Linked DNA regions of Mus musculus: all the other regions are linked to region 3. The links are chromatin contacts, called in public Hi-C maps. All regions are on one chromosome and are shown on one strand. The core of a region is the stretch at or near the end of the contact, and the rest is flanking DNA. Distances in the headings are between cores, read along the strand shown. Region 1 has its middle 5.4 kb from the start of Gm38991. Region 2 has its middle 20 kb from the start of Gm36340. Region 3 has its middle 81 kb from the start of Gm38992. Region 4 has its middle 28 kb from the start of Gm38990. Region 5 overlaps Gm38991 (a long non-coding RNA gene).

Evidence for each region. A called contact is a pair of places that touch in the nucleus more often than the background predicts.
Region 1: a contact with region 3 is called in a Hi-C map of uterus, with 3 times the contacts expected there. The contact joins two enhancer-like sites. A contact is called at or near these places in 4 of 484 Hi-C or Micro-C datasets (all in uterus) and 1 of 115 datasets of contacts at active chromatin or transcription factors (embryonic basal ganglia).
Region 2: a Hi-C map of uterus shows a contact between it and region 3. The contact joins two enhancer-like sites. A contact is called at or near these places in 2 of 484 Hi-C or Micro-C datasets (both in uterus) and 1 of 115 datasets of contacts at active chromatin or transcription factors (astrocytes).
Region 4: a Hi-C map of uterus shows a contact between it and region 3, with 6 times the contacts expected there. The contact joins two enhancer-like sites.
Region 5: a Hi-C map of uterus shows a contact between it and region 3, with 5 times the contacts expected there. The contact joins two enhancer-like sites. A contact is called at or near these places in 6 of 484 Hi-C or Micro-C datasets (myocytes and uterus).

The regions. Positions count from the first base shown.
Region 1 is chr7:36,067,815-36,073,807 of GRCm38.p6, forward strand. No RefSeq gene overlaps it. Among named protein-coding and RNA genes, the nearest start is that of Gm38991, 5.4 kb to the right of the region's middle. Within about 2 kb of position 2,182, at least 2 of the 459 cell types and tissues checked have an H3K27ac peak or open chromatin away from gene starts, as enhancers often do. A contact at or near this core is called in uterus, where this site is marked.
Region 2 is chr7:36,131,091-36,136,662 of GRCm38.p6, forward strand. No RefSeq gene overlaps it. Among named protein-coding and RNA genes, the nearest start is that of Gm36340, 20 kb to the right of the region's middle. Within about 2 kb of position 2,946, at least 31 of the 459 cell types and tissues checked have an H3K27ac peak or open chromatin away from gene starts, as enhancers often do. A contact at or near this core is called in uterus, where this site is marked.
Region 3 is chr7:36,458,827-36,464,773 of GRCm38.p6, forward strand. No RefSeq gene overlaps it. Among named protein-coding and RNA genes, the nearest start is that of Gm38992, 81 kb to the right of the region's middle. Within about 2 kb of position 3,700, at least 3 of the 459 cell types and tissues checked have an H3K27ac peak or open chromatin away from gene starts, as enhancers often do. A contact at or near this core is called in uterus, where this site is marked.
Region 4 is chr7:35,985,945-35,991,968 of GRCm38.p6, forward strand. No RefSeq gene overlaps it. Among named protein-coding and RNA genes, the nearest start is that of Gm38990, 28 kb to the left of the region's middle. Within about 2 kb of position 2,742, at least 18 of the 459 cell types and tissues checked have an H3K27ac peak or open chromatin away from gene starts, as enhancers often do. A contact at or near this core is called in uterus, where this site is marked.
Region 5 is chr7:36,088,840-36,094,986 of GRCm38.p6, forward strand. The region is part of intron 4 of Gm38991 (a long non-coding RNA gene); the gene reads left to right. Among named protein-coding and RNA genes, the nearest start is that of Gm38991, 16 kb to the left of the region's middle. Within about 2 kb of position 1,857, at least 18 of the 459 cell types and tissues checked have an H3K27ac peak or open chromatin away from gene starts, as enhancers often do. A contact at or near this core is called in uterus, where this site is marked.

The DNA of each region.
Region 1 (5,993 bases), core at 932-3,431, 390 kb before region 3:
ACACCCGTCACTACCACAGGATCTTTTGTTAGTTACAAGTTATGACTGAGGCATGGAGCGTTAGTCAGGTGGCTTGGAAGTGGGGCCTTTTGTATTTCCCACAGGGCTTTGCTCCTCTAGCTAGGAGGCCACTAGGCTCCCAAGAACAGTATCTTCCCATCCTTCTAGAAGCACAGGGAAACTGTGACCTCAGTGGTTCATGTGTGAGGGGGGTTTACTAAGTACAGTCCCTCCTCAGTCCACAGCAAAATGGCAACTGCCGTGGAAAGTTCGATCCGCAGACCTACCTCTGCTAGAAGCACATTCCTAGGTGCTTGAAGATAGCCAAGCAGCCAATGACCTTAAAATTCTGATCCTTCAGCCTCCACCTCCCAAGTGCTGCGATTACAGGTGTGTAGCCCCACACCTGTGTTGAGGAGTGAAGCTACGGCCCTCTGCTGGGTGAGCTCTCCACTGCCAGCCCATGGCTTATTTACTCTTTCATTCTACTCCCAATTGTGGTAGAAGTGTGTGTCTGTGTTTGTGAGTATGTCTACTATGTGTGTGTACATTTGAATAGAAAAATGGTAGGCTACTGCCCTCGGTCAAGAAAGGCTGTTAAAGAGTCTAAAGGTATAGCTGGTTCTTGCAAGGCTATCCCAACACTGGCATCCAGCTCAGAGGTCCTGTTTGCTGTCTCTCCCTTCTCTGGGGTACTATAACTTTCCCCTTTGTACTTCTGGTTTATACCCAGTCACTGATATAGATTAAATGCTCTGATCTATTCAAGGCAAAGTGGTCTTGTCTTTCTCACACATGTGGGGTGTGGGGGGGTAGGGGTTGGGGGCTGCAAACATCATAGCTGTCAAAATGTACCATATCTACTGGGTAGCTTGAGGAACAGCTGGAGTTGGAGGAGGAGATGTAGCAGATCCAGGAAGCCCAGATCCTAGCCTTGACCTTGCCACTTCTCAGCCATTTCCTCCCCTGTGGCTGAGTACTGTCTGTGTATGGTGAACCTGAGATGGGATGCACACACTACTCTTTCTACACCCACCGTGAGGCAGCCTTACCGGAGCACACGGTACCTGAACTTGGGTTTTTAGCTGGGACTGAACCGTGTGGTGCCCTGAACTTGAAGGGACTGTTGTGAAGGCCACAGCTGGCAAGCGTTTGGTGGCGTGTGAGTGGCTTCAGAAGAGCATCTAATCCAAGCTGTCCCGACTGCTGCTGGAATCCATATGACAGTCCCAGAGTCTGTTCATTGCGCTTAAGGGGAAATAAATACTAATTGGGCATTGAGAGCATTGGTGGGGACAAAGGCTGTCTTAGAGCAGAATCCGTGAAAGGGTCTTCATTCAGACCACAGAAGGTTTGGAGGAGGTCAGCTTTGATGCCCCCCTGGGGGATGAACAGGACCAGGTAATGAAAAGATTCTCTGAATGAGAAGCTTTGGGTGGCAGGCTTAGGGCTGTAAAGGTACCCCAAGAACAGAGCTGAGAACTCAGAATCCAACAGAGGAAATGACGGCTGTGCAGGATGGGGTGATGTGATTCTTAGTGAAGTCCCTCTTACTATCAAGAGAAAGGTGGAGGCTCTCTCTCTCTCTCTCTCTCTCTCTCTCTCTCTCTCTCTTTCTCTCTCTGCTAAGGACCATGGCTTTAGATAATTACACAGGTGAGGCTGGTGTGCACATTGTAGGCCAGTTGGAGGTGGGGTACACTTGGGCCACCCTCCCTGTGTTCCCCCTGAATCCCATCAGAGCCTCTAGGAGATGAGACTAAAGCTGGGAGAGCCAGGCACAAGATAGACCGGGCATGTCATTGGAAGCTCAGGTCTACACCATCTCTGCTTTGTCTTCTGCTTCCCGTACGAACATTTGTTCCCCAACACCTCAAGGTCTGATACCTAAGTTACTCTGCAGCCAGTGTCATTTAGAGCTCCTGGATTTTCTTGTCCCGTATTAACGGAAATGTATTTTTATTTACATCTTACCCCAACTGCCTCTCCCACACTCGCTTACACAGATACTCTGACAAAGTTCTGGCATCTCTTAAGGGAGAGGCTACTCATTACTCTGTCAGAGGTTATTTGACATCAGTGCTTTTACGAGCCTTCTAAAACAAACCAGGTACTTGCTTTAGGGCTGCAGACTAGGCCAGGGATAGAGTGCTTGCTTAGAGAGCACTCCCAAATTCCTGGGTCCCATGCACAGTGTATAATAGACAAACAATAACAATGACCACAGCTCAAACTGGGGCCTGGTTCCTAACATGTGGCCCCGATTTCAAAGCAAACGTTGTATTCTAAAATGCTAGGGCTGAGTTGGGGCTTGAGGTTTTTTTTTTTTTTTTTTTTTTTCAAGACATGCCAGAGAGTTAGGGCATTTTTGGAAATGCTAGAATGTTTGCTTACTGCTCTGAGCTCCAACCACTGGGTTTACCCATTTTCCTCACTAGCAAATGAAGCATGACAATGAAAAGCGGCCCCAGATTGTTCTGCCTGGAAGGATTCTCATATTTACTTGGTCATCTTCTGTCTGTACGGCTGGCCGCAATCTCCTTAAAGAGCCTTGTTCAGATCTGTCTGGAGTGAATCTTCCTGCTGCACATAACCGAGAGAGCAGCAAGAGGGGCCTGGCGAACGCCAGGCTTGTTATTCTTGTGCACACACCTGCAGTTTCTCTCCATCCAGGTTTGGGGTGAATGCAATTGCCTTAAGAACTGGCAGAGTTTCTTTAGGAATAAAACAAGGGGGGAAAAATCCAAGTTGCCTCATCAGAAATTACCTTCCTGGTAGAAAACCTAAACGCAAGAGGATGGATAAAAATAGATTTTTTTTTTTCTTAAATGCCAGGGAAGAGAGCTAGAAGCGCTTTGGCAGATCGGGATCTGTGGACAGACCTGCGCCAGGTTCTTAAGTTAATAAATATTCATTTTGAGGGTTTTTTTTTGGGGGGGAAAGGAGGCAAGTTCTAGGCATAGAGCCCTTGTTGGAGAAGTAACATCTATTTGTACAGCATTTTTGGTTCTTAAGAATAAGGTTCTCTCTCTCTCTTTTTTAAACTCCTCCCTAACAATTCACACCTCCAGCAGGCTAGCTGCTTGGAAGATAGATTCAAACACAGCGTCTTCTCAGTTGTAGCAAGCCAAGCCAGGTATAAAAGCCACATTTTATCTCCGTCTCAGCCACCTTTCTCTACAGCCACCCCTACCCCCCTTTATTCTGGACATGCAGCGAAAGCTTCATTCAATATTGATTGTGCTTTGATACATTAAAATCAAGAGTGAGTCGGGGCTCTTACATAAAAGGTGTATAGATACCATTCACACCGTTTTGACCAGAACAGTCAATATTTTAAAAGGATTTCATTTCCCTTCCAAGCCTGCAGGCAGTCTAATTCTCTACGAAGGGAAGGCACGGCCAGTTGGTGCGAAATGATTCCTCCCGAGGTGTCTAAGAGGAGGGTGGTATTATTAGTTTTCTTTTTCTTAAAAAAAAAAACAAAACTATTTTCTACTTGTATACAATTTAGCAAATTTGGAGCTTGGAAAAGAAGCCTCAAATACTTTCCCTTCATTTGGTGGGGAATAACACTTTGAATGACTAAAATAAAATAGAATAAAAGCATTTTCATAACAAATAATTCAAGGCAGAGCAGTAGAGATATTTCAAAGAAAAGATTCCACCTAAATGTTTTGAAAAGACAAAAAGAAGAGCGAGTGAGAGAGAGAGAGAGAGAGAGAGAGAGAGAGAGAGTGCCTAGTTGCAGTTGCTTTGACAGAGTTCAGGCATGAACGTGCTTTCATTCCGTTGCATGATTTCGATAAAATTAGGTTAAAGAAATGTTCATTTGGAAACAGTGCTTCGTCATATTATTCCCAACACACGTCTAGCAAATATATGAATCCCGCATTCATCTGCGCGAAGTTCCAGACCTTAATGAATGGTTTAGACAGCATTGTCATCAATTTTCCGCAGGTGCAGCTGGAGCAATCAGTCAATTCAATCAAAAGCCTCCGTCAAGTTGCGTGGCGCTGTCATTTTTTTCATTCTGAAATTGAAAAAGAAATAAAAGAAGAAGAAGAAATAAGAGAAAAAAGAAAAAAGAAAAAAATGCAAGCAAGCCAACCGCGGTTCCTGGCTTGCATTTACATTCTCCCGCCTTTGGGTGGCGCTTTTGAGCAGCGCTTTGCCGCCTGCCTCGCTGCAGAGCTGACTTTCTCTTTTTCTTTCTTTTTCCTCCAACACCCCCCCCCCGCAACTTTATACTAATATAATATTTCTTTAGTGATGCTATGGAGATGAAATCGCTCTGTGTGTTTTAACACGCATTCCAACAACCTCTTAAGGCAAAAAAGTAAATTCATGCAGATGAGTTATAGAAAGTTGAAAAGATGCTATGGGAGCGGCTGCCATGGGTCCCCGGGGGTGCAGGGACACACTCTTGATTGCTTCTGAGGTTGTCAGACCTCCAACTTTCTCAGCCCTTCTTCCCCTGCCCGCCTGTGCAGTCCAGAACAATTCGGGGGTCGGGAGAAGTGGGCGGAGGGGGCAACTTCGCAGCTAGATCTTCTGGTTCCTTTTGAATCCACCTGAGTTTACTTTCCCTTAGCTTCAGACGGCCTTTGGGAATCCTAGGGTGGGGTCAGGAGTTGTGCTGGTATCAGGAGGGGCACGTATTTGTATTTCTGGCTGTCCCTGGGTTGGTGTCTTTTTCTTCCTGTAAACTCAGTAATCATAGTGCCATCATACCCTGCCACTTTGCATTAAAGGACCCAGGAAAGATGACATCAAGTAAAGCTTTGATTTTTCTTTTCAATCTCATTGAAAAATAACCTTGTTTCCTACTGTGATTAATATTAGGATTCAACAGTAGCAGAGATAGAAGGAACCCAGATAGATCTTCTGCACACACACCTCAGACGGACGCTCCTGCTTTCGCTCACCCAAGAGTGCTAACAGGCGCTTCTAAATCTTTAAAATGTATGGACAGACAGCACTTAGCATCCGCTTCCTCAAGGAGAATAGAGTTAACCTTTGTAGTTTGCCAAAAGTCGGCAAGTTTTCCTTTGCCATTTGTTTCAGTAGAATAAGGAGCAGAGTCATAGTCAGGACCAGATAAACTCACATTGTCCGGGTCTTTTTTCTTCTTCTTCACAGCACCCAGCAGAAGAGATGAGCTAATATTAACTCATAGAAACGACTGGGGCTACTTGCAGCGATGGATACACTCAGAATTATTAAACTGGCTGGGAAAATATTTAGGTGTGGTTTCTTTGTAGGTGTCAGGAATGGGCTGTTACCCTAACAGTCCATGGCTGCATTTAAAAAAGAAAGGAAGAAAACATACATTTGGCTCGTGGACGAATGCAAATTCCAGGGACTCTAATAAAAATGTACTTTTTAATAACCAGGTATGTCACTTTGCAAATAGCTTTGATGTAGCGCTCTTGCCTGCGTATAGTCGAAGCTACATCTGTGTCATACCTACGTGCACCGTACTTTCCCTGAGAGAGCAATTAGGGGCTATTCCAGCTAATACTTGAGACTCCACGTGTGTCTGCAGAGAAAGGGGAGAAAGAGCTGTGATCGCCAGTGAGCGGAGAAAAGGATTCGCCAGCTCCCACCTTTTAGACACTTGATAAAAAAATGCAGCTTGGGGTGCCTGGAGGGTCTCAGGCAAATAAGGCCGGCCACACAGCAGCAAGGGGCTTGCTGTAGGCAGCCCACACTTTGGCGCTCCTCAGCAGAGTTTGAAGTTAAATGGTCCTGTCTGCTTCTTTTCTTGTTTGTGTCAGTTGTTAAAGATCCCTTGAAACGCACCATTACAATTTCCTTTTACTTTATTACAACAGAACCGAGCCAGGTAGCTTGCATCTCCGCCGCCCCTAATTTCCTGCAAGGGCCTACAGACCAGCTCTCTGCGTTTTCTGTTTTCATTAACCAAACACAAAGCCAACTGACTCGCTATCACTCTTAAGGTAACTGCAGGTCTTACAATAAAAGGTGGA
Region 2 (5,572 bases), core at 1,696-4,195, 330 kb before region 3:
GCAGGCCTTAAGAATAGATTCCCATACCCTAGTCCCCCACCTCCCCCATGACTGTCCCATTTCTAACTTGGACATATACTTTTCATTGTTTAAAACAGAGGATTTTGGTTTTTACTCTGTATGGTAGTTTGAATATGCTTGGCTCAGGGAGCTGTGCTATTGGGAGGTGTAGCATTGTTGGAGTGGGTGTGGCCTTGTTGGAGGAAGTGTGCCACTCTGGGGGTGGGCTTTGAGTTCCTATGGTCCAGCTCCACCCAGTGTGGAAAAGGATCCTTTGGGCTTCTGATCGAGATGCAGAACTCTCAACCCCTTCTGAAGCACCGTGTCTGCCTGGAAGCTGCCATGCTTCCTGCCATGATGATAATGAACCTCTGAAACTGTACGCCAGCCCCAGTGAAATGTCCTTTATAAGAGCTGCCTTGGTCATGGTGTCTCTTCACAGCAAAAAACAAAACAAAACAAAAAACAAACAAACAAACAACAACAAAAAAAAAACCCCAAACTAAGACACTATGGAAATGGGAAGACACGATGGCATCTAGATTAAGGAGCTAATACTGATGACCACATTAAGCCACATAGAGGGAGTCTTGAGAAGATGCCATACAAAGCTGACATTGACTCTCACGGCGTCAAGCACTCGAAGGAGCTGGGTTGTTCTCTGTGATGCTCACACAGTGTGGGGTTCTGGGTCTGTCGTTTGCAGGGACATCCGCGGGGAGCTTAAAAGTCAGACTCTCAGAGCAAGCAGAGCACAGACCTGTGAATAAGTGCAGTCCCCGTAGAGATGTGAGAATTCTACTTATCTGGTTATGTCTCAGCTCCCCAGTGTTTCATGTTGAGTCTCAAACCGGAGAATCAGAGTGAAATGTGACACCTGGGCCCTTTATGCCCAAAGTCACACAAGAGGCTCAATGTTCATTATTCCGTCAGGGTATGAGGAAATTAGTTTGCTACTACCCTGGTGGTCATCCAGAGGTAGGAGCATCCTTGGGGCAGAAGTATACAGCAGTACCAACAGGCTGCACCTGAGTCCTAGGCACCGGGATCTGTTAGCACCATGATGCATTTGGCTAGTGCAGGTGAAAGCTAAGGACGGTGTGGTAAGGCTCTTCGGCTCCTCTTTTGCCTTTGCCCCAGAATGCACTTGGCATCACAAATACCAGGCCTTCTTTGTGCCTGCTGTTCCTCAGTCCCAGAGGATCCTTGGTGCTAGGAAGCAGGGGGTGGACAAGAAGATCAGGGACAGGAAGACCCTGCGTTTGATTAACACCAACACCCTCCACTATGATTGCCAGCCCACTACTCTGCCGTTCAGCTCTCCTGTGAATCTTGGGCTGGTCTGCAGGAGGCATGCTGGGCATGTGGACTGTGGGGGCCGAACGTCATAGAACCGACCATTTTGCTACGTTGTCATGTCACAAGTCTCTGCCTGATACCGGTTAAGATTTTTTTTCTCAAAGGATCTGAGAACAACTTGACTAGATTTGTTTTTTGTCTGGACTCAACAAGATTTGCCTGACCTTAGAGTGTCATTCATTCCGAGCTGGGGACTTCAAGTACCCTCAGTTGCATCTGGTGTCCCAGCTGTCTCTCCCTGGGCTCTGCTTAGGAGGTGTGTGTGTGTGTGTGTGTGTGTGTGTGTGTGTGTGAGTGTGTGTGTGTGTATGTGTTTAGGAGCAGGAGGCCCTTCCTCCTTGGCCTGCACAGTCCTGGCAGATTCCCTGAGGGGCAGCTGCCCTGGTTAATACCCATGGCTGCCCTAGCCAAGTTCAGTTAGAGGGAGAGGGGGTTGGCCTCTAGAGATGTGGTCCTGAGGTCTCAAAGTCCTATGAGCCTTGGTCCCTGGCAGAAGAGGTAAATCTGTGACTCTCCAGACACATTTTGAGTGAATTGGTTTCAGCTTTCATGAAATGCTAATGTTGATATTGTTTACGCCCCGTTGTATTGTTTTTCACTTTAAAATTACAGCTTTAGTGCATTAAGCTAATTTCATAATACTGTATTAACTTAATATTCCATAAATCACACATGTCGGATCGCATTGTAATGGATACACAAGAAACTGAATTTACTACTCTGGCCCTCCAAACACATGGATTCATAATTTGCCCCGGCGAGGCCTGGGCCTCCATATAGGGTTAAGGAATTACACATTCCGATGCCAGCCAGGCACAGATCATGCGGAGTGCGCAGGCTCTGCAATTGTTCTCCATACAAATTGAAACAATATATTTCCAGCTATTTCCTAGTTGTAATTACTAGCAAAAATCGTAATACCGTGAACATATTTTAAACACCTGCACTTTTGGTCCAATTCTTTTTTTTTCTTTTCTTTTTTTTCTTTCTTTCTTTCTTTTTTTTTTTTAAATAAAGCTGTTTCCATTTGAATAAAGTTGTGAAAGCTCGCCCCACCAATGGTAGCAATCACTCAGTATGGCTTTCCTGGGAAAGATGATAACTTTTGATTTGGAGGGAAGAGGTAAAGACAGAAACGGGTGGGTAGAACTCATCTTGCATGGGCCCCTCTCTCTCCTCTCCCTCACCCCTCACCCCTTCCTTGGCAAAAGAGATTTCATTGCAGCCGCTTAACTGGGTTGGGTTTATTCCCTGGCTCCCTTGCAAGGGTGCATGCTTCCATGCTGTAGCCAGCATTTGCGGGACCTGGGAACAAAGGGGCGCTCTCCATGGGGGAGATGGTGGTGTGCTGGGGCAATTGAGAAGCCTCTGTAGGTTTTTAAGCACACACTGTCTAATCGGGCTCTGACAAGTCCATTGTAAATCAAAGGTCTGGTAAGTGGGCATGCCAGAAATGTTTGATCTCCTTCCAAGCCTTGAAACAACTTGCTTACTTTTTTTTCTGCAGTTTGGCTCCTCACTAAAATAAAACATTGTGAGATGAATGTTCTGACGGGTCATTGTGTGTCAAGCTGTCACTCTGTAATGGTTACATATTTCAGCTGGATTGAGGTGGTGCCGGCTGGGGAGGTCTGGGAGAACCGGGAGAGGGAGAGAGGGAGGGTGAGGACGGAGACAAAGAGTATCAGGATTTCTGCTCTCTCCTTGTGGCTGATCTTCATTTAAACCAAACACTTGTCATGTTCAGAGGAAGTTTTATAAATTTTTAATGATATTGGGTACAACTGGTGCTTTGAAATTTGCTGTACTTTAATTTTTTCTTCGTTAGCAAAGGTTCACTAATGCATTGAAGTGCTAACAGCGTATCCTAAGGATGCCACAATAATTGTGCTGTTAATAATATCCTGGCACTAGTAATGTTCTCCTGGTAATCAAGGCATGAGATTTTTTTTTAATATATTCAGTTATTACACTGCATCTCGTACAAATCATGTCAATTACAATTGCCAGCCTGTGACAGTTAAAATAATTGTATACGTTTTCTAGAATTTTCCATTGGCTTGGCTAATCAAGCTAAAAAAAAAAATCAACACATTATTTGCATTAATTTTGTTTCTCGTCTATTTCCACTCCTAAATCATTTGTCCATCGACTTCAAAAGGCAGAACAGTAAGTATTTTAATAATAAATATACAAACACATTCACACCAACCTAATTTAAGAATACTCTTCTATAAGAGGAGTGAGATGCAGTTATCTGGCAGGAATGTTTTGTGTGACTGGGTTTAGGACATTAACTAGAGTGCTTGCCTGCTGGTATCGTGTTGCACTGTATACACTTGGGATAAGCTGACGCTGGGTGTGTACAGAAATCTTGTGAGGAAATTCATTTTAGTGTTTTCTGGGTTTGCATTCAGCTTTTAGTTCTGTCTAGGTCAGAAAATTTTTATAATTTTTGATCTCTTTTTTATTTATTTATTTATTTTTTTGAGCTCAGTGTTCCTCTGCACCAGGAAATGATGTATGTAATACTTCGAAGAAAGGCTCTGCAAACGTGCAATTCGAACGCTAGTCTCCCACCTCTGTGATGGCTGCCTCCTGACCGATGCCAAAGCTTTCTTTATTTGCGGCTAAAATAGCTAAATGCTCCAGAAAGTCCTGAGCACGTAAAACTGGCTGCTCACGGGATCCCCAGGCGGCATCTCAGCAAATTTCCCCAAAGCCCGGATTCTCTCTCCTTCACCCAACTTCCCTGCTTGTCACAGCCGAGAACAGGCAGGAGTTTGGGTTGTTACAGAGACCAGGATGGCATGGATGAGGACCCTGGGGGTCCCCTGGAGAAGGCCAGGCCATCCTAGAAGGCTCTTCTGGGATCTAGTAGTGCCCAGCTGCCCCTGTTCGTGGGGAGGGTGGGTTGGGATGCCTCAGAGGCAGACCTGAAGGGAGGGTCAACTTGGCCTGGCTTAGCTGTGGACCAAAAGGATTTCAAAGCAAGCAGAGCCATTGCAAGGGTTCAAGGAACCCCAAAACAAGGAGCAAGAGTGTCTATAAAACTCATACTCACACAGGACTCAGAAATGGCAGGTGGGTAGAACAGGATTATTTGAGGAATTTTCAGGCAGCTTAATGGCATCATAAAGAAAGAAACTTCTTGCTTGCCAAAGCTGTCCTTATTCCCCACCCCCCCAACATCCTACACCCTTTCTAAGTCAGCCTATGGTATGAAGGTTTTGGCATAAAGATGGGTGTCCACAGGTAAAAGGGGGTCAGGGCAACAAAATATCTTTTTGTCTCTTTTTTAATGCAGTCATATTCCCTTAAACATAGCTTGAACAAATCAGCTCTCAAAACATGGAATTTATTTCTCAGCTTTGCCTGGAGGTACCAGGCAAGATCAGATTTTTCCCCCCTTCTCTCGCTGGCCCTTGGAGTCTTGACCATGCAGAATGGATGGCTTTAGAACTGTACACGGACAGGAAAATCAATGCGTCATACCAGGAGGCTTCAGGGGTTAGGTTCCCATGTCCATGTCAACAAGGCTATTGGCTTTCTTTTTTTTTTTTTTTTTTTTTTAACGGCCCAAAGTTATCACTTCCCGACTGCTACAGCCACCGCTCTGACTTGTGTGGTCAAACCTTAACAAAAGAATTTCCCTTTGCCTACCACTCTGTGGCAGGGAATTTAATTACTAGGCAGAGAATTTTCCCAAGGACAGTGATCTAAAGGAAACAGGCAGGTTCCAAAACGCGGCCATTCCTGGGGAAGGGGGTCAGGATGAACGTGTTTGATAGGGGATCTACAGGGGTTAGACCACCACATTTGTAGCAGTCCTTGGCTCTCCAATGAATCTCTGCTACTTCTCTGTGCTCTGGGGAGGCAGCTTGTTGCTAAAGAGGAAAGCCTTGGGGGGGGGATTCCCCCCCCCCAGTGGACAACATCTGTCTAGCTATCCCTCAGCTCAGCTCTGTTAAGGAGACTTCAATTTGTCCATAGAATTAGCACATTAAGTAAGCTCAAAGCCTATGTCTGCTATTAGGTTTAAAAGGAGAATATCTAGAGATGAGGGTTTGGCTAAATCTCTGGTTTACTGAGATAGGGGACTCCCCCCCCCCTTACCCCCTCCCTGCCCCAGAGCTCCAACATCAGCTTCAGAGGAAGTCCAGGCTTTTCCCCAGATTGGCTCAGCTAGTTTGCCTCCTCATGGGAGGCCACA
Region 3 (5,947 bases), core at 2,450-4,949:
GTTTTGTGCACTAAAAAAGATTTTGATAAGCCTACCCCTCCTTTTCCCACTATTCTTCCTTCTTCTTTTCCTCTGTCCTCCTCTCCGTCTCTCCGTCTGTCTTTCTGTCTCCCTAGCTCCTTGTCCCCTCTCACAATCTAAAGAAAGTCTCTAGGTCTCTCTTGTCCTAGCTGACAAAAATAGGCACACTTTTGTGGCTTTTCAGCTAAGTTCATTATGCTCAGCTGAGCCAAGTCTTCCCACCATGGAGTGTACAGATGGACCATAAATTCTGCATTTCTTTCTGTGCACTTGGTGGTGTCTAGTGTGTGTGGCTACTGATGTGGTCAATGCTGTTCACTTCAACTTGCTTCAAAAGGATGTATGCCTTTGGAAAGTTTATTGGTCTCGATATAAATTGTCCACGAAACCCAAGTTCTAGACACTGCCATAGTGGAAAGTCAGGCTGTGGGTAGAAGGACTGCCTGCTCAACCTCAAGCACTGATGTCCCCCGACCCATGGCTATCCAACCCAGGGAACTGAACCATTAGATCCACATGCTCCATTGCCTATCAAGTGGGGAACACTGAATCACACAGCTAGATCCTGCATGTTCTCAAATCATCAAGGGTGAAGGGGAGAGGGGCAAAGTGTTCACAGCTACAATAAAGCTGCATGCGTTTGTAGGCAAAACTGTACGGTATGGCATATGCACAGTTCAGCCTTCCCTTCACACCTCGGAATACAACAGGACTCCCCGTCAGGCACAAGCTGTCACCGCTCCCTGGGGAAAGCAGCTCTCTGAAGAATACTCCTTCCACCTGATGCTCTACCTTCCGGGGCATTGCTGGTGAGAGACAGTGTCAAGCCATTCTGGGATGACGTGTGTTCCCTCGGATGTGTCTCTGATGTGTGCCCTCGGATCAGTCTTCTGAAAAATAGTCTTCTGAAAACCTGGAGAAAAGTGTGGGTGTGCCTCGCCACCGGCAACCTCTGGCTGGTCTTTGAGGTCTCAGGGTAAAGAAGGCTGTACATTTAGAGTCAGCATAGAATGCAGGTAAATGTCTGGCCTGTCGGTTCATCCCATCCAGTCAGAGGTCCGAGAGAGGTAAAAGAGGTCAGCTGCCTCTGGGTGATGTCACAGCTTGACAAGTGACCCCAGACCCTGATTCCTAGGCCACTAAGTACATAAAAGACCAAATCATGGGACATTATTATCTTCCTTTCTTAATTTTTATACTTAACAACAAAAAAGTCACATGGGTAGATATTGCATCATCTGCTCACTGTCATGGAAACATAAGTCAAAAGCAAAAGCTAATTCATCCATTCATTCAAACCACAAACACCTATCTCATCTAGCTGGGTCTCAAAGATTTAAACTTGACAAAGAAACTGCATGTACGAATTACTTATTGCAGCATAACAAACATTTCCAAAGCTCAAGGATTTACACTGCAATTTATACAGTATCACCAATGTGTCTGCAAGCTGGATAGGACGTAGCTGGTCTAAGACAGGCCTGGTTGGGCAGCTCTGCTTCAAGCTGGGATTGCTAAGGTGGCTTTTCTCTCTCTTCACATACAACTCTCATTTCCTTTGCAGGAAGAAGGCTCCCTGGAGCATGTTTGCCATGTGGTAAGATCAGAAACAAATGCCCCTCAATGCTGGCACACTGGTGCGTCCATCCATGGACAGGCCTCTACCTTAGCTCAAACCAGTTTCTGAATCAAGAGTCGGTGAAATTAAACACCATCCACAAGGAGACCACAGAAAGCAGGGACGACAGAAAGTGTGAGTAGAGAGGCAGACAAATAACTGTGGGAAAAGACCTTCTGACATTGCTGGGCGAAGGATCATGGTTTATTCCACTGGGATCCCTGTCGCCAAAAAATACTATAATCTGGACAGCTTATGGACAAAAATGACTCCTCGAAGTTCTGCAGGTTGGAGGGGTCCAAGTTCAAGACCATGCTTGGAGTACAATAGAATTTGGTGAGTACTGCTTTCTGGTCCAGGGAGCATGTTATTTTACTATGTCCTTGCCTGACTGAAGAATAAGGGGTCTTCATGGGACCTCTTTTAATAAGATCATGAATCCCATTCATGAAGGCTGTTTCAGTATGTGCTAATGCCCTCTAATGTCTTGGAGATTATGGTTTTAACATGAGTCTTGAGTTGGCACAAACACTGAGACCCTAGCCAATGGTGACTTTGCCTTAAAAGCAAATCTGTGCTTTTAAGAAACATGCCTCCCAATCCTTCCCCCATTCCCTCTCTGCTTACAGAAGAGAAGTGATTTCATCCCCGGGATGAGAACAGTCTGAGACCCATGGGTGGCTCAAGCAGGAAGAGCATGCCATTTCCTTAGCTCTCACTAAGTTGAGAGGCAAGGAAGCTCCTTGCTCCAGCCTCCATGTGGCCAAGATGCCTCCCAGGGCATCAAGAGCCTGTGTTGGCCTGTGCCTTCAGGCTCTATGTGGAGGAATCCAAGGGATCCTGTGTGGGCACCTCATAGGTCGTTTCAAAGCTGGCATTTTAATTCCTCTCTGACCCTTGAGTATATCCCTTATTTGATGACTCCAAGGCTCTGGCAAGAAGCACAGAACTTCCCCCAGTGGCACACACATTGTGCCTTTGAAAGCTTCCTGAGCAAGTTAAGTTGGGTGGCTAGGACCAAGGCTTAACAACCATAGGCATAGAGCATCCTCCTCTGCTGGGGTCACTGGGATGCGCTCTCTTCCTTCTCTCCCTACACTACTTCCTATTGATCTAGTAGTGCAGTAAATTATAGGCTCCTTCTCGCCATGTGACAAAAAAGTGGTCTTTGACAGGCAATTACTCCAGTGGATACAACTGGCCAGCCTTGGTTGTTGGGATTTTAAAATCTTTACTACTGAGGTTTGACCAGCCAAGTAATGCAACCCACTGCTTTTCTGTCTACGTTGACTGCCAGTATCTCAACTCTTGCTGTGACAATGCCATGCTGGCTGATGTAACTTGAGTTCAGCTGGAGTCACTGGGAAGAGGGAAATCTCAACTGAGAAAAGGCCACCGCCAGCCTGTCTTGGAGTCAACCCTGAGGGGATATTTTCTTGATTGGTAATTGATGATTGATATGGGAGGTCCCAGCTCACTGTGAGTGGTGTCACCCTGGGATAGTGGTCCTGGTGCTATTAGGAAGCAGGCTGAGCAAGCTATGAGGAGCAAGCCAGTAAGCCATGTTTCTCCAAGGCCTCCTTCTGCTTCCAGACTCCTGCCTAGTTTGTAGACTACAGGCTCTAAGACAAAATAAACACTTTCTTCATCAAGTTGGTTTTGGCCATGGTGTTTTATCACAGCAATAGAAACCCTAAGACACCACAGATAATTTATTCCCCCTTTTTAAGCAAGCGTCAATGTCTTCATCTGAAACATTTGAAAACAAGATATGGCCCTTCAAAACAATGGAGAGTCCAGTGGATGGAAGACACCTAACACTGTGCCTGGCTCACAAGAGTGACACCAGGAAAGACTGGCCATCATTTTATTCCCAGTCGAGTATTCCTGGCTTTTGAGGCGGACTCTGACAGACACTCAAGCATGGCCTCCCTTTAACAGATGTGCACGTCCTGCTTATCACAGCCTTTCATCTTTGCTTACAGCTATGTGGTGGTGATTCTCTGAGCAGATTTCAGAGAAGGTTTGTTTTCATAAATCATGTTTATATGTTACTGAGGCCTTGTTTACTGGATTGGGACAAGTTAAGAACATCAGGATCCACGTCTGCAGGGAAGGGAGGGAGATGTTCCGGGGAGCTGTTTATTATACACAAAGGTGGGAACAGGGCCAAGAGCCTGGCTTTAAAGTCAAACGCAGGGGCGTTTCACCATGTGACAGACATCCCCCAAGAAGAACTTGGTATGGCCTTTTCTCCCACATCCTAAAGCTATCCAAGTCCCCAGAACCCTTGGCTTGATTCTGTCAAGAGCTTCTGTCAAGAGTTAACTCCGGTTCCTAACCCTGAGCCTGGAGGATGTCACATTGGCATTGGCTGGACAGAGAGAGCAAAATGAAATGTTCGACATCTGTTAGAAGTCATATGCTTTCGACAGGGCATTCTCACGCTCAGCAGGAGCCAGACAAGTTCCTTCACAATGGAGATGTGCTGTCTTACTTTGGGGGGCTTCATGTGAGCCAGACAGGCCCTGGAGCTGCTATGCCTACTGTGCACTCTTGAGTAGACAGCACCAGGCATGGTGTGTGAATCTCTTCAGCCACCAGAAGGGCATAATAGCAGGCTGTGGAATGAAGATGTTTATCTGTAATCCACAACTGTTGCTTTTTGCTTTTAACTGTCAAATCACTCCACTTTGGATTTGGATATAGGTAGTTAGGTAGATAGATAGATAGATAGATAGATAGATAGATAGATAGATAGATAGATAGATAGATATTGATTTATTTAATTGAGATGGACTCTCTCTTTGAAGCCCAAGTTGAGTTTTAATTTGATATTCCCAGCTTCAGCCTCTTGAGTGATAGGATTAAAAGCATGCCTTATCCGGTGTGGCTTTTGGTTAACTGGTTTTGTTTGCAGTGATGGGACTTGAACCTAGGACCTTGCACGTGTTAGACAACCACACTGCTGCTGAGCTACATCCCTACCTCGCTTTTTCTTTTAGTTTGAGACATAGTCTCCTTAAGTTGCTCAGGCAGGTCTTCAACTAATTAATTCTGTTTCCCAAGCTGGCCTTCCATTTATGATTCTACCACCTCAACCTCCCAAGTAGCTGAGACAATAGGTGTACACTACCATGTCCAGCTCCTAGTGGATTTTGTTACAAGACTTTTACCTCCTTTGTATACATTCTCTGAAGACTCCAGAACATTCTGCTTCCGTGGCCTCTGTACAGCTCTGAAACATCACCCTATCTTGTTGCTGCTGATAAAGTCAGTCTTCACTAGTGGCCTTGAACCTGGGAGAGGTGTACATCCCGGTGATTAACAGGCTTGGGAGGGGTTCCTGAAAGCTGTGGGCTTGAAGTTAACACACCTCATTCTGCTCAGTGAGTTATGGGAGCAGCCACTGCTCACACTGGCCACTGAGTCTGTTACCCACTTGGATGGAGAGAATGAGTTGACCAGGGAGACTCTTTAATTCAGCTGTGAGTAGACTCAGACTAAGGGAAGAGGAGCACACCTGCTCTTTAAAGAACATTGCAAGATTCTCATTCATTCAACTAAGAAATGTTTGTTAGCATCTCCATATGCAAAGTCCTGCTGCTGATCCCAGCGCTGAGCTTCTGGGATTAGTATTTCTAGGCATTAGTATATACACAAGCCAGTGAACCAAAGGAAACTATCACAGACTATAAGTTCTAACAAAAGTCAAACCACAAGTCAGGTCATAATATGAAACGTGTGGGGTTGGAGAGGATTCTACATCGTAGAACCCTGCAGTGTCAAATGCAGTGAAAGTGTCCTATGCTAACTATGACGTTTGAGCAAAAGGCATCAAAAGGGAACCAACTGGACAGGTAACTGGAAAAAGAACATTCGAGGCAGAAGCAATGGTACATGCAAAGTCTCCAAGAACTACTAAAGACAGTTATATAGACAGATGAAAAGCAAGACTGTATTGAAAACTAGATGTTCAAAAGTGGTACATATCGCTTCTCGGCCTTTTGGCTAAGATCAAGTGCAAAAGTGGTACATAAAGATGAAGAGTGCCATAGTGGTAAATAAATAGTAATGATCAAGCATGTCTTTTTTTGATATGAGAAAATTTCAATGGTAATAGGTGAGATGCAGATTAGGTATATAGATAAATAGATAACTATATAATGGATGTATAGTTAGTAGAATGGATACATAGATAGTAGGATGCTTGTATAGAGAGACAAATGAATAATAGCATGAGTGGATAAATAGAATGGCTAGGTAAGTAGATGATAGATGGATAGATAGATAGATAGATAGATAGAT
Region 4 (6,024 bases), core at 1,492-3,991, 470 kb before region 3:
TTTATCTGCTTTATTCTTTTCATATTCCTTAATGTCACATCAAGGATAGAGTTAAACCTCCATACACTCTACCTTCTTCTCTAGCCACATTGTTTTGTCTACACATTGCCTCTGCTACAGTTAACCCTGCCTCAAAGGCTTGTGTGGAAAGGCTTAGTTCTTAACTTTGTTCACAGGAATTGTGGGCCTGTGAAAAGGTGGAGTCTCCCGGAAGGTCTTTAGGCTATTAGAAGAGGTTAGTGGGGCCCAGGTGTTTTCTTCTTTTTCCTCTTTGGCTTTTTGGCCATGAGGTGAAAAGTTTTGTTTGGTTTCACACTCCTTTTGTTATGTCTTGTCTTTTGGGGCCCTATACTGTGGGTCCCCACACAACAGTTGATTGTGGGTGTGTATATGTATATGCATGTTTCCATGGGTGTAGGAACACACACACACACACACACACACACACACACGTGTGTGTGTGTGCACATAGAGGCCTTAAGGAAGTAGGAACCAAGTGTCTTCCTCAGTTGAACTTGAACCTCAGCTGGGTTTGTCCCCAGGGCCCCACACACTGGGGTCACAGGTGGGCCACATTGCTGCACAGCTTTTTGTATGGGTTCTGGGGATCCGAGCTCTAGTCCTTACCCTGGCAGCAAATCACTTATCTGTTGAGCCATCTCCCAGTCCAACCTTTTCTCTTTATAAGTTGATCAGCTTGGTTATTTGTTTCAGAGACAGAAAGCTTTTTAACAGGAACCCTAGCTCTGCTCTTCAGTTCCTTCAGCGCAAAGTGTTCCCTGTCTGGCAGTCCTGGGCAGTGCTTCAGTCCCATTATCCTCCCAAGTGGTATTGTCTTTGAAGGAAGCTCATTAATATGCAAGCTATGTACAGGGAGGTGAAACAACAGGATCTCCCGAGGGAACACTCCATCCTCTGTGGAGGTTCCTTAAGTTTACAAAGGAAACAAATCAAAGGCTTCAGGAAGTCCCTGAAACTGACCAGATTTACTAGGCCCCTCCCTCCCAAAGCATATATAAGTATGCTGGGAGATACTCTCCGACTAAGGGAGCTACCTGGAAAAGACACTCTCTAGCCTGCTGAGCTTCCTGCAGGCTGTACAGTGTGCTGAAGGTTTCTAGCCTTTTGTCACTCACGCTGGGGTGGGCTTTGCTGATGCAGCTGCCTCTGAGTCACTTATGTTCCTGTAAGTAACCCTTTACCCACACTCCTGTAAGTAACCCCTCACCCAGACTGTAAGTAACCCCAGTAAAACTCATTTGGCTCACCCAGTTGGATTTAGTGCTAATCCTTGCTTCCATCTGTTGTAGATTTTCTGCTTGTGGTGGTTGGGGATAGACCTTTCTTTGCAGCTCTCCAGGAATTGTACCATACAACACTAGTACATTTAGACCTAAATGTCCCTTTATGAGGTGCTTTTTAACTTACTTCAATTGGATTCTCTATAACCTCTATGGCCATCTCATGACGCTCTGTTATCCTTCACAGTTTAAGGCACTGGGTGGATGCCTAACACTCCAGGGTTCACCAGATTTCTAAGTTCTCAAAGCTGGTTAGGTCTTTGCCCCAGGCTGGTGATAATGTAGCCTTGGAGAGACAGTACAAACAAGTAACCATAAAGCTTGGTTTCTAGTGTGGAGTGTTGATGTGATGGGACCTTTACCAGGTGGGACCTACTGGCAAGTAACTGGGTTGTGAAGCCTCCACTCTCAGGAATAGGTTACTTCTATCTCTCTAGACAAGTTTGTTATACAAACTCACACCTTGACCCTTTCTGCTCATGGCAACTTTCCACCTCCCTAACATATTGTGATGTAGTTTGGAGGCCTCCTGCGGGATGCTGGTATTATGTGCTCTTTGGAACTTTCAGTAGGTGGACTCATGAGCTAAATGAACCTCTTTATTTTGTAAGTTATCTAGACTTAGGCATTTTATCACAGCAACCAACACAAAAGAGCCAAGACAATGGCCTTGATATGTTATGTCAACTCATGGGAGGGGAAAGAAAGGGACTTTGCAAGGGTGGCTGAGGTGACTCTATGAGGAAGAAGTGAGAACATTCAGATAAACAAAGGTTAGACCAAGCACTTTGGGGTGGGAGAAGGGAAAAGGAAGGGAAAGAGGAAGCAGGAAATAGGATGGCCCTAGGTTGAATTCTAATGGCGGAAGTTCTGTTGCCCATGTGAAAAGTATGGGTGAGGGTAGAGAGGTGGACAGGGTCCTGTGTGTCCTTTCATGCCAGGTCTGGTTCCTGCACTGAGAGTGTCATGAGGACATACACCCTCTACATCTCCACCAGCACCGAACACTAGTTCCTAGCAGCTCTGCCCAGAATGGTTGTTGAATAAACACTCACGTGTTGAATGGCTCCACTCCTGTTGCTACTAATGAGATTAACTAGACCTCCCCCTCCTCCCTGGCTTTCAGGGCCTCCCTGTTTCCTGGTCATGTCAAAGAGAGCTTTGAGCTCAGCGTTGGCTGTAGGACCACCAATTTTGATGTAGGTTAGCCTGTGTTCCATGCACAACTCACTGACGTGTGTCTCTCTACATCTCTCAGGCGACCGTTGCCTCCACAATAAAAACTGCCCCCTTTAATTTTCAGTCACAGCCCTCGGAATCTTCTAGAAGCTCACTAATAATTTCTACAAAAGGCTCTTCCTGAGTCAGAACGGCTGTGTTTGTACTCCCTCCCCAGCGCTGCCAGCTGCCAGCAGCCTGGCTGGAGCTCTGCACAGGCCCTCCTTCTAGAGACTGACAAGAACGATGTGTGCATTTTTTTTTTTTTTTATTTCTTACATGCAATGGGATGTCTAGACAGGTCCATCTTTTCTGCATTTGATGTGGAATCTTTGCTAGGCACAGGGGACTCTAGAATCTAAAACAGCTTCAGCCGATGAGACCCCGCCAGAGAGGTCTGTGTCACAATGAGATCTTTATGCTGACGGGGTCTTTAATAACCCTGGGCCAGTCCAGCTTTTTTTTTTTTCCTCCCACATGAAATTAATTTATTGGCTGTATGGCTCAGACGTCATTTGGCTCTCGCTTCTGCTCACACGCCCTAGCCTCTTTTGGAAAAAGACATATTCTTCTTAAGAATGAGTGTCTTGTAATTAATTTGACTCTGTGGTTCCATCAGCTTCCATGAGGGTTGAGAAACTACCTCAGAGTCCCATATTCTTGTATGTGCCGTGGATGTGTGACATGGGACTTGAGAAAGGCTGGAAAGCTTGTGTGTGCATGTGTGTGTGTGTGTGTGTTTGTATGTGTGTGAATGCATGTGTATGGGTGTGCATGCGCGTGTGTTGAGCGTGTGCATGTGTGTTAACATTGACCCAGAAAAACACGGCTGGGAAAGAACCCTAAAGTTCCCACTGTTTTTGTGATTACCCAGATTGAACATCTAGCCAAGAGGAGGAGCCAAGAGACAGGTGCCCAGATTTGAACCCCTGTTCTGCCCTGTACCCATGTGACTTTGAATGTGTTAGTTTGTCGCTCTACAGCCTCTGTTTTCTTGCTTGCAAATGGGAGTCATAAAAATGCCATGGGCGGATGAAATAGGTCCATCTGTGTGCGACCCTGGCAGCAGCGCCTGGCAAGTGGTAGGCACTCTATAAATGTCAGCTGATGGGGTCATGGTGACCTCCCGTGGCTGTTCTCCTTGTGATGGGCTAATTGCCTTGTTTGGGGAGGAGGCCCTCCCGGTGCCCCATTCCGTTTGATTTAAAGGAGGCTACAGTTGATATTTACTTATGTTCCATCTGGCTCCCATACAAGTCCCCACAGGAGTCTCAGGACTGTGCCAACCAGACCCTCAATGAGTTTCCCACCAGCCTGTGTGGTCTGGCCTTCCTCCACGTGCCCACCATCCCTGCCTGCTTTGGAACCAGCCTTGTTTGTGTGTATGCGTACTCTTGCCTACCCGAAGTGTACATACCATGAATCTACACTCTCCCACTCTACCTTAATGTGGCCTGCTCCGGAAAAGACATCCCTTGGAAGACAGGGATGGTAAGCTACTATGTCTTCTAGAACCTTTTAGACCAGGAGGACCAGGCAGGGGCTTCTCCATGTCTGTTAAATGGAATAAGCTCTCCTTGTGTTATAGTTTGGATCTGAAACCTCTCCTTCCAGAGTACACATACTGAAGGCTTGGGGTCTTTGGGAGGTGATGGATCAAGGGCTCTGACCTCATCAGTGGGTTAATTTATGATGGGTTCATTGCCTATAGGACATGGAGAGCTGGTGAGAGGCCAGGAGGAGGAACCAGGCCACTAGGGGTGGGGGTGGGGTAGAGGTGAGGGTGGGGGTAGAGTGGGGTATTCTTGAAGGAGATATTATAAGTATTTCTGGGGCTGGTACAATGTACTAGACAAGAAAAAAAAGTATAAAACTTAATATATATGTGGTAAAATTATTTTTTTTTTTACTTAAAAACACAATAATTTCATTCTTAGAGAATGTCACACCTGCATAAAATGTGTTTTGATCAAATTCACTTCCCCTTCTCCTCTAGCTCCTCCCAACTCCACTTCATCCATTCCCCCCTGCCCCATTCAGTTTAGTGTCCTCTTCTTAAATTTTTATTTACTTATTTTTATAATCCACAAAGTTCAATTTGTGCTGCCCAAATATTTGTGTGTGTAGGGTCATCCGCTGAAGCATGGTCAGCCTACCAGGGTTGCATCTCTAAAGAATACAGACCCTCCCTCTCTCCAAAGCCATCAACTGTAAATAGCTCCCTAGGTTGGGGTGTGTCTTAGGTAGGGTTTCATTGCTGTGAAGAGACACCATGACCAAGGCAACTCTTATAAAGGCAAACATTTAACTGAGGCTAGCTTACAGAGGTTTAGTCCATTATCTTCATGGTGGGAAGCATGGCAGCATCCAGGCAGACGTGGTGCTAGAGGAGCCAAGAATTCTACATCTTGGTCTTCAGAAAGTCAGGAGGAGGTTCTCTTTCACACTGGGTGGAGCTTGAGCACTAGGAACCCTCAAAGCCCACCTCCTAATAGTGCCACTTCCCATGGGCCAGATATATTTGAGCCAGCACAGGGTGGAAGCTCATGAGACCCTCTCCTCTCCACTGTAGGAAGTTAACCTGGCTGACACTGTGCAGGCGACTGCAGCTGCAGTGAGCTTGTGTAAGCAGTCGTCTTGTCAAGTCCAGAAGACACTTTTTGCTAAGGTTCTCCCTAACCTCTGGCTCTTATAGGCTTTCAGTGCCCTCCCCCATGACAGTGCCTGAGCCTTTGGGGAGGGCTGAGCCCTTCCCTGACATTCTCTGTGCCTTGATCAGTTGGAGGGAATGCTTGCACCCTGCCCCTCCCTTCTGATTCTATGTGCCGTGGGTGGGGACAGCTCTGTTCTACCCTCTGCTTTGTGATATTCAGTCTCACTACAAGACCCAGTGTCAATGGGGCCACATGACCATGTCTCGAAACCTCAAAAACCACGACTCAACATAAACATTTCCTTCCGAGTGTTGATTCTCTTAGGTCTTTCGTCACAGTGTTAGAGAAAAGACTAACATATTTTATCATCTTGAATTGAATGTAAAATGTTTTTTTGAGACACTTCTTACTATTTAAAATGCTGGTTGGTTTGGAACCATCCTGAACTGCACAGTAAGACTGTCTTGACGGCCCAACCCCTAAAATAAGACCAATTAACAAACCAATAAGGAACCTCTTCAATTACTTTTTAAGTTCATCTGTATTAAAAGCCACCCATTTCACTAGACACCTCTACAGATGTGGACAAACATGAAGTTTCATCTAACCACAGTCATAGTTAAGACATCCATACAGTATGGATTCACCTATCACAAATGCTACTAAAGTCCTTTGTCATCAAGCCCTTCCCACATCGTTTCCTCTGATAACTGCTGACATGTTCTGGTCCACGGTTTTGCTGTCCTGTATTTGGTATTTAGTTTAGCATCTGACATTTTCCATTTAGCACCATATATTTCTAATTCACTCACATAGTGTATGTCAGTACTCTGTCCTTTTTCATTGCTGAA
Region 5 (6,147 bases), core at 607-3,106, 370 kb before region 3:
CTCTCTCTCTCTCTCTCTCTCACACACACACACACACACACACACACACACACACATTGGGTCTTATCGGGATATCTTTGGCTGAAGGCAACTAGAGTTGGCCAGGTAGTTTGAACCTCAACCCTCACCCTGTGGGAAGAGTTTGGCTGGTGTTTGGGAGTGGTAGTTAAAAGTGTGTGTGTGTGTGTGTGTGTGTGTGTGTGTGTGTGTGTGTGTGAGAGAGAGAGAGAGAGAGAGAGAGAGAGAGAGAGAGAGAGAGAAGAAAGGACTCAAGCAAGAGGCCAAAGAAGTTGTCCATATCAAAATGTTGAGAGTGGTCAGCCATGATAAATGTGACAGAGATGTGGAACCATATGCCTGAGGGGATCAGTGAAGACTGACTTCATAAGAAGGTGCTGGGTGACTCAAGCAAGAGAGGTAGAGAGGAGAGTTTTGCTTGTTGTTTGAGGGAGGGAGTCAGTGAGCCTTCCTGCAGGGGGATGCTCCAGTTAGTGAAGCCAAAGGCATAAACTTCTTGCCCAGATCATGGTTACTGAGACTCACAAGGCTATTGGGATATGTTGGAGGAAAATAGCTCTGTGCCCAAGGATGGATGCTGCTTTGGTAAACTACACCAAGAGGATGGTAGGTCATAGGACATGCTATGTAGATTTTCTGGACACCCCTTGACCAATATCTATTTGCTAATAATACTCTTACAGAGTGAATCCAAGGGCCAAGAAAGAGCATGTGCGTGTGGTGGTATGAAAGGGAATATGGACAGTGTTGGGCATGGCCTCGCTGCTTTGGTTTTGGTTGTCTGAGACCCTAACCTTTGCTCCAGATGATAAATTTGGTTTTGTAAATTGATAAGATGTGGGGAATTTATCAGCCTTTCCCAGTGGGTTGGAGGACATCATGAAACAAGTACGTCTTCTATCAAATGCTCTGTTTTCACAGCTCAGAAAGTTTAGGGGACTGATCTTGGGGTCAATCAAGGTGAGCAGAGCTTTTTCAGCTCTCAGACCCCCGGCTCACACCCCGGAGCTTGTGCATGTATATATCCCTACATCTGTGATGCCCATCCACATCTCTAGGATGTCCAATCTCAGTTCTGGGACAGCCAGACAAGGAGGAGGGAAATGGAATGTTAGTTGAAATGTATAAATTGCTTGTCTGCTGGATAAGAAGGCCAAGGCAGGAGGCTTGCCTGGGTTAGACAGAGAGTTCAAGGCCAGCCTGGGCTCCATAGCAAGACTGTATCTCAAAATCAAAGAAAAGGAAGAAGGAGGAGGGGCAAGAGATGGCAGTGGAGGAAGGAAGGAAAGAAGAAAGAGCCAAACCTTAGAACCCAAGGGATTCATCTGTTCGTGTGGGTCCCATCTCTGCCCTGCACAAAGATGCCCTATACACACTGATCACATGGTACACATGGGTGCACACACAGCTGCTGCATTCAGAGAACAAGCTCATCAGGTGAAATCAGGACCAAGATGGAGATGAGAAGGGCCCACTGTTTCTCCAGTCCCACCAAGCCCAGGTTGCATTTCCCACTCCCTGTTTTGTGGCAGGAACAGGCTTCTCGGTAGAGGAATGCAACTGTGCCTGCCCTTGTTTGCCTGGCGTCCTGTTTGTTCCCAGCACAGAACAATGACCCCTTGTAAGGCAGGGCTTCTCAGCCTCACCGAGGGTTACTGAGCAGCTCCGATTTCTCCCCTGATTATCTTGAAGCCTGTCAAGCTGCAAGTTCTCCCGCCCTTCTCTGCTCTTTCTTCCTAATAGACATGAAACAGTGCAGTCAATAATATTTTACTCGTCTTCCCACTGCGTGTCTCCTCTTCTGATCAGTTTAGGCGGCTTTGACTGCAGAAAGTCAGAAGGGAGGTTACGATCTGAAAAGTTCAGCCAAATGTTATCAGCCTCCGAGATGTTGCTAAGGGAAAGGCCCCCCAGCCCTTGGCGACCGGAGCCAATAATAGCTGCGATTCACTGATAGTATCAACGCCTGTCAAAGATCCAGGCGTTTGCGGTTCGTCTGTAAACGCAAACACCTGTATCCAGTCAAGCTATGATGGTTATCGTCTTATTCCCTGTCATGTCGATGGTTCCTTGAAGGGGCTGCCAGGATGTGCTAAGCTGTGAGTTGATTTATAAAGTGAAGGGTCTCTCAGAAACTTTGGCATGGATAGGGAAATTGACAAAGGCGAGCTTCTCTTTGGTGGGGTGACGTGGCATTTTGACAACAGTGAAACCCAGTTGTTTTTCTTTCTTTCTTTTTTTTAACTGTATTTTTGAACCCATGGCACCTGAGGGACCAAATCATGGGAAGTGGGGTGGAAGGGGAGTTCGGGCATGCTTTGAAAGCCCTCCTTCACGTGACCCCCAGTTCCCCACCTCTAGGAAGGACACTTAGTGCTTGTTTGAGACTGATGTGTGTGATGAATTAGATCAAAGAGACTAACGAATAGTGTCCGCAGAGCTTTTCAGAAGACAGTATATACATAGCTGGGATAGTTTTGAGACTGAACAGGCAAAGCTCACACTGCTAAGTAAACCTAAAGTGTAAGGAGGCCGTTGATGACCTACCCAGCTGTGGCGAGCAGTGTTTTCCTAGTGAAAGGCTCCCGGGCTTCCATGTTTGCGTGGTCAGCCATAGCTGCCTGAATGGAAAGACAGGAAGGAAGACACAGTGTTCATGGGTCCATCCTCCGCTCATCCTTAAGGTTGTCCTCATGAGACAAGTGCTTATCCAAGAGAAGTTTGTGTCTCCCCTGGAGATCTCTGTGGGCTCATGTAAAATGTGTCCCAGATTCTCTGCTCCGTAGCATATGGTTAGACCGCACCGTCTGCTTGTCCCACGGCCATGTGCTTGGTATCATACATTTGACACCATCTTGCCCATCCCTTGAATAATATTCAGCTTAAAGAAGGATAGGGACAATCTGAAAGGCCCCAGACACTGGGTCTTCAACAAATGCTGTAGGTGAGTAGCTGAGGATAAATCCTCTGGAATGAACAAGCGCGGCTCTGCAATGAACTTGAACCACACCTTTCTAGGGCCTCCTTGACCCATGAGACCAAGGAAGAGGTGATTGTTGTGGTGGCACACACCTGTGATTCCAATACCAGGGGAGGGAGGAGGTTGAGGCAGAAGGGTGGAGAGTTTCAGGATAGCCTGGGGTATAGCGTGAGTCCTTATTTCAAAACAGAATTAAATGAAAAGAGGAAAATGCAGTATGAGGACCCTAAGGACAGTGATGAGAGGAGATGATGAACCAGGTTAAAATAGACATTAACCCCGCACAGTGATACAGAACTGCTTAGCTACATGCCTGGTCCATAGGAAGTGCTCAGTGTTAGCCACTTGTCTCTCTCATTTTACTGATGGTTATTATTCATATGGCTGCCCAAACCTTGCAGGTTTAAAAAGTCAAATTTAGACCAGAAATGAGTTTTAAGAAAATCATTTAAGCTACTATCACCTTAAAGCATAAAACATTTCCAGTGATTTAACTGAGACCCTTCTAGCACAGTTCACACACATAATGCCCTGTGGAAGATTAGAATAGTGCCTTGGAAAGCCCAGGGGTGGATGAGTGAAGCTATGGGACTTCATCACATTCAGCGTATTTAAAAAGGTCCTGGTCCTGATGCTCTTCAGAACTCTTAAGCCTGAAAAAGAAACCTCCTACAATATTGTTTTTGGTCTGCCAAGAGTATTTCAAGATGTAATGATCTGATTCTATACTATTTGTTGGTCCCGTATTTTCATGGTGGTCTGAATGAGAAATGTCCTCCATAGACTCATGCACTTGAAAACTTGGATCACACTTGGTGACACTGTTTTGTGGGAAACTTTGGTGGAAGGGGGAGCCCTGCTGGCGGAAGTGTGCCACTGGGAGTGGGCTTTGAAGGTTGATAGTCTTGCCCGACTTCCTGCTCTCTCTGTGCTTATGTGTGGGGATGCATCCTGCTCCTGCAGCCATGCCATGCTCCCCCATCCTCAAAGACTCTTTCTGTCTTAAGTTGCTTTTGGAAATGGTATTGACCACAGCAACAGAAAAGTAACTAATACAACATTTTAGCTAAAAGGACCACAGGCTGGAGAGATGACATATGCATGGGCTGCAAAGACTGTACATGCATGGACTGTGGAGATTACACACACACGGACTGCAGAGATTACACATGCATGAACTGCAGAGATTACGCACACATGGTGTTTGCAGAGGAGCCAATTTCTCAGCACCTCAGTTGGGCAGCTCACAATTGTCTACAACTCTAGCTCTTGGGAATCTTATGTTCTGACTTTTCTTGCATGTACATGCCTGCGTGAACGCATAGGGGTGCATGGCCATACACACACACACACACACACACACTCGTGCTTAAAAAATAAAAATAAATAAATAAACGGACCACACTGAGTGAGAGCTCTGGCAGCATTCGCCAGGGACAAGGTGCTGCTCCATGCTGGATGCTCTGATAAGTAGTGATTCTCACCGGGGTGTGGGGCTAACTGGTGAAAACTGTATATATTGCTGCGTCTGTGTACTCTGCCCCTTTGAAAAACCAGCTCTCAAATCCTTAACATCTCATGCTCTGTGCAATAGCTTCTGCCACCTTTTGACCTCAGTATGAAGTGGAAGTTGTTCTTGCCAATCCTAGATATCTGGACTCGTTTCTGCTCAAACACCTAGCAGGAACTTTTCTTTATTGCCTGTGAACATGCCCTGCAAAGGTGTCAGCCATGTCTAACTCATGCACTCCAACTAAGTTCTAAACGTTCACTTAAAGGATACCTCTGGACTAGGCTTAATAGAGAAGGCTTACAATCCCAGCTATGCTGGAGGTGGAGGCTATTTCTATTCCAAATAGAAGGCCAGCCTAGACTATAGAGGAGATTGATGACTTTTGACTTGGGGAGTTGCATACCTTCAAAAACCGCCCAATTTCCATGCAAACCAAGGTGACCTGAGGCTATTGAGAATGGTGAGTTACGCTTTCATGTTTTGAAAGGGAGTCAAAGCAAGAAAAGAGATTTGAGGAATGACATGTGGAGAGAATTAGGCAGAATCAGGTGTATGAAATCACTTTTTTTTTTTTCAGACAGGGCTTCTCTGTATAGCCCTGGCTATCCTGGATCTCACTTTGTAGACCAGGCTGGCCTCAAACTCAGAAATCTGCCTGCCTCTGCCGCCACCACGCCGGGCTGCAATCAGACATTTTTAATAGCCTCATTATCACATATACTACCAGCCCCAAAGCAAGGAGTATTCTGGGATGAATGAGATTGAGGTTTCTGTCTGACTACAATAAAGAATTATAGAATGCGTATTCTATCGCTACCCCACCAAGTCCTTCAAAACATGGTGGGGGGGGGCACAGATAATTTTCTTTCTAGAACTATTTTATTCCTTTAGATCAACCTGATTTGAGAGCGAACACCCAGCACCAAGGATTTTGTTCTGTCTGATTTTTCAGTGTCTGGCTTGCCTTACAAAGATGCATGTACTTGGTTTGAACATTAGGCCTTTAGGGTGTCTCGTATGGTTTAAGTCTGAAATGTACCCCTCAAGTTTATGTTTTGAATACCCAGTCTCTGATTGGTCATGTTGTTCTGAAGGCTGTGGAGCCTTTCTGAGGTGGGATGTAGCTGGTGGAAGTAGGACAGTAGACTAGGCCCCTGATAGCCATACATACTTCAATTTTTCATCTATAGTTTCGGCTTTCTGGTCTACCTCTCTGCCTTCTCCAACACATTGACCTAAAATCTGTCTGTAACTACAAGTTAAAATGTTTTTTTCCCTTTCTATTGTGTCTCTCAGGTATTTGTTCACAGTGACAAAGAAATAACTGATACAAGGTCTTTTAACCAAAATAGTGGGTTCTCTTGGACATCCGAAGAAAACTAGTGAATCACATATGAATGGCAGGTTACCCCTACTCATTAGTTGAGGCATCATGGCCTTGGGTTAGCTAATCTTGGATGGTTGGGTAGAGAGGAAGTATAGTTTAGTTCATGACTAGACTTTCCATTCCCCCATCTTTCAATTAATATGGATTCCTAAAGTGAACATGTAGATATAAGTAATTAGGGCATTATTAATATTTGTTCTGTTGTTGAAGAATTATCTTTCTGTTTTCTTTCTTTTTGTGGTTATGGTC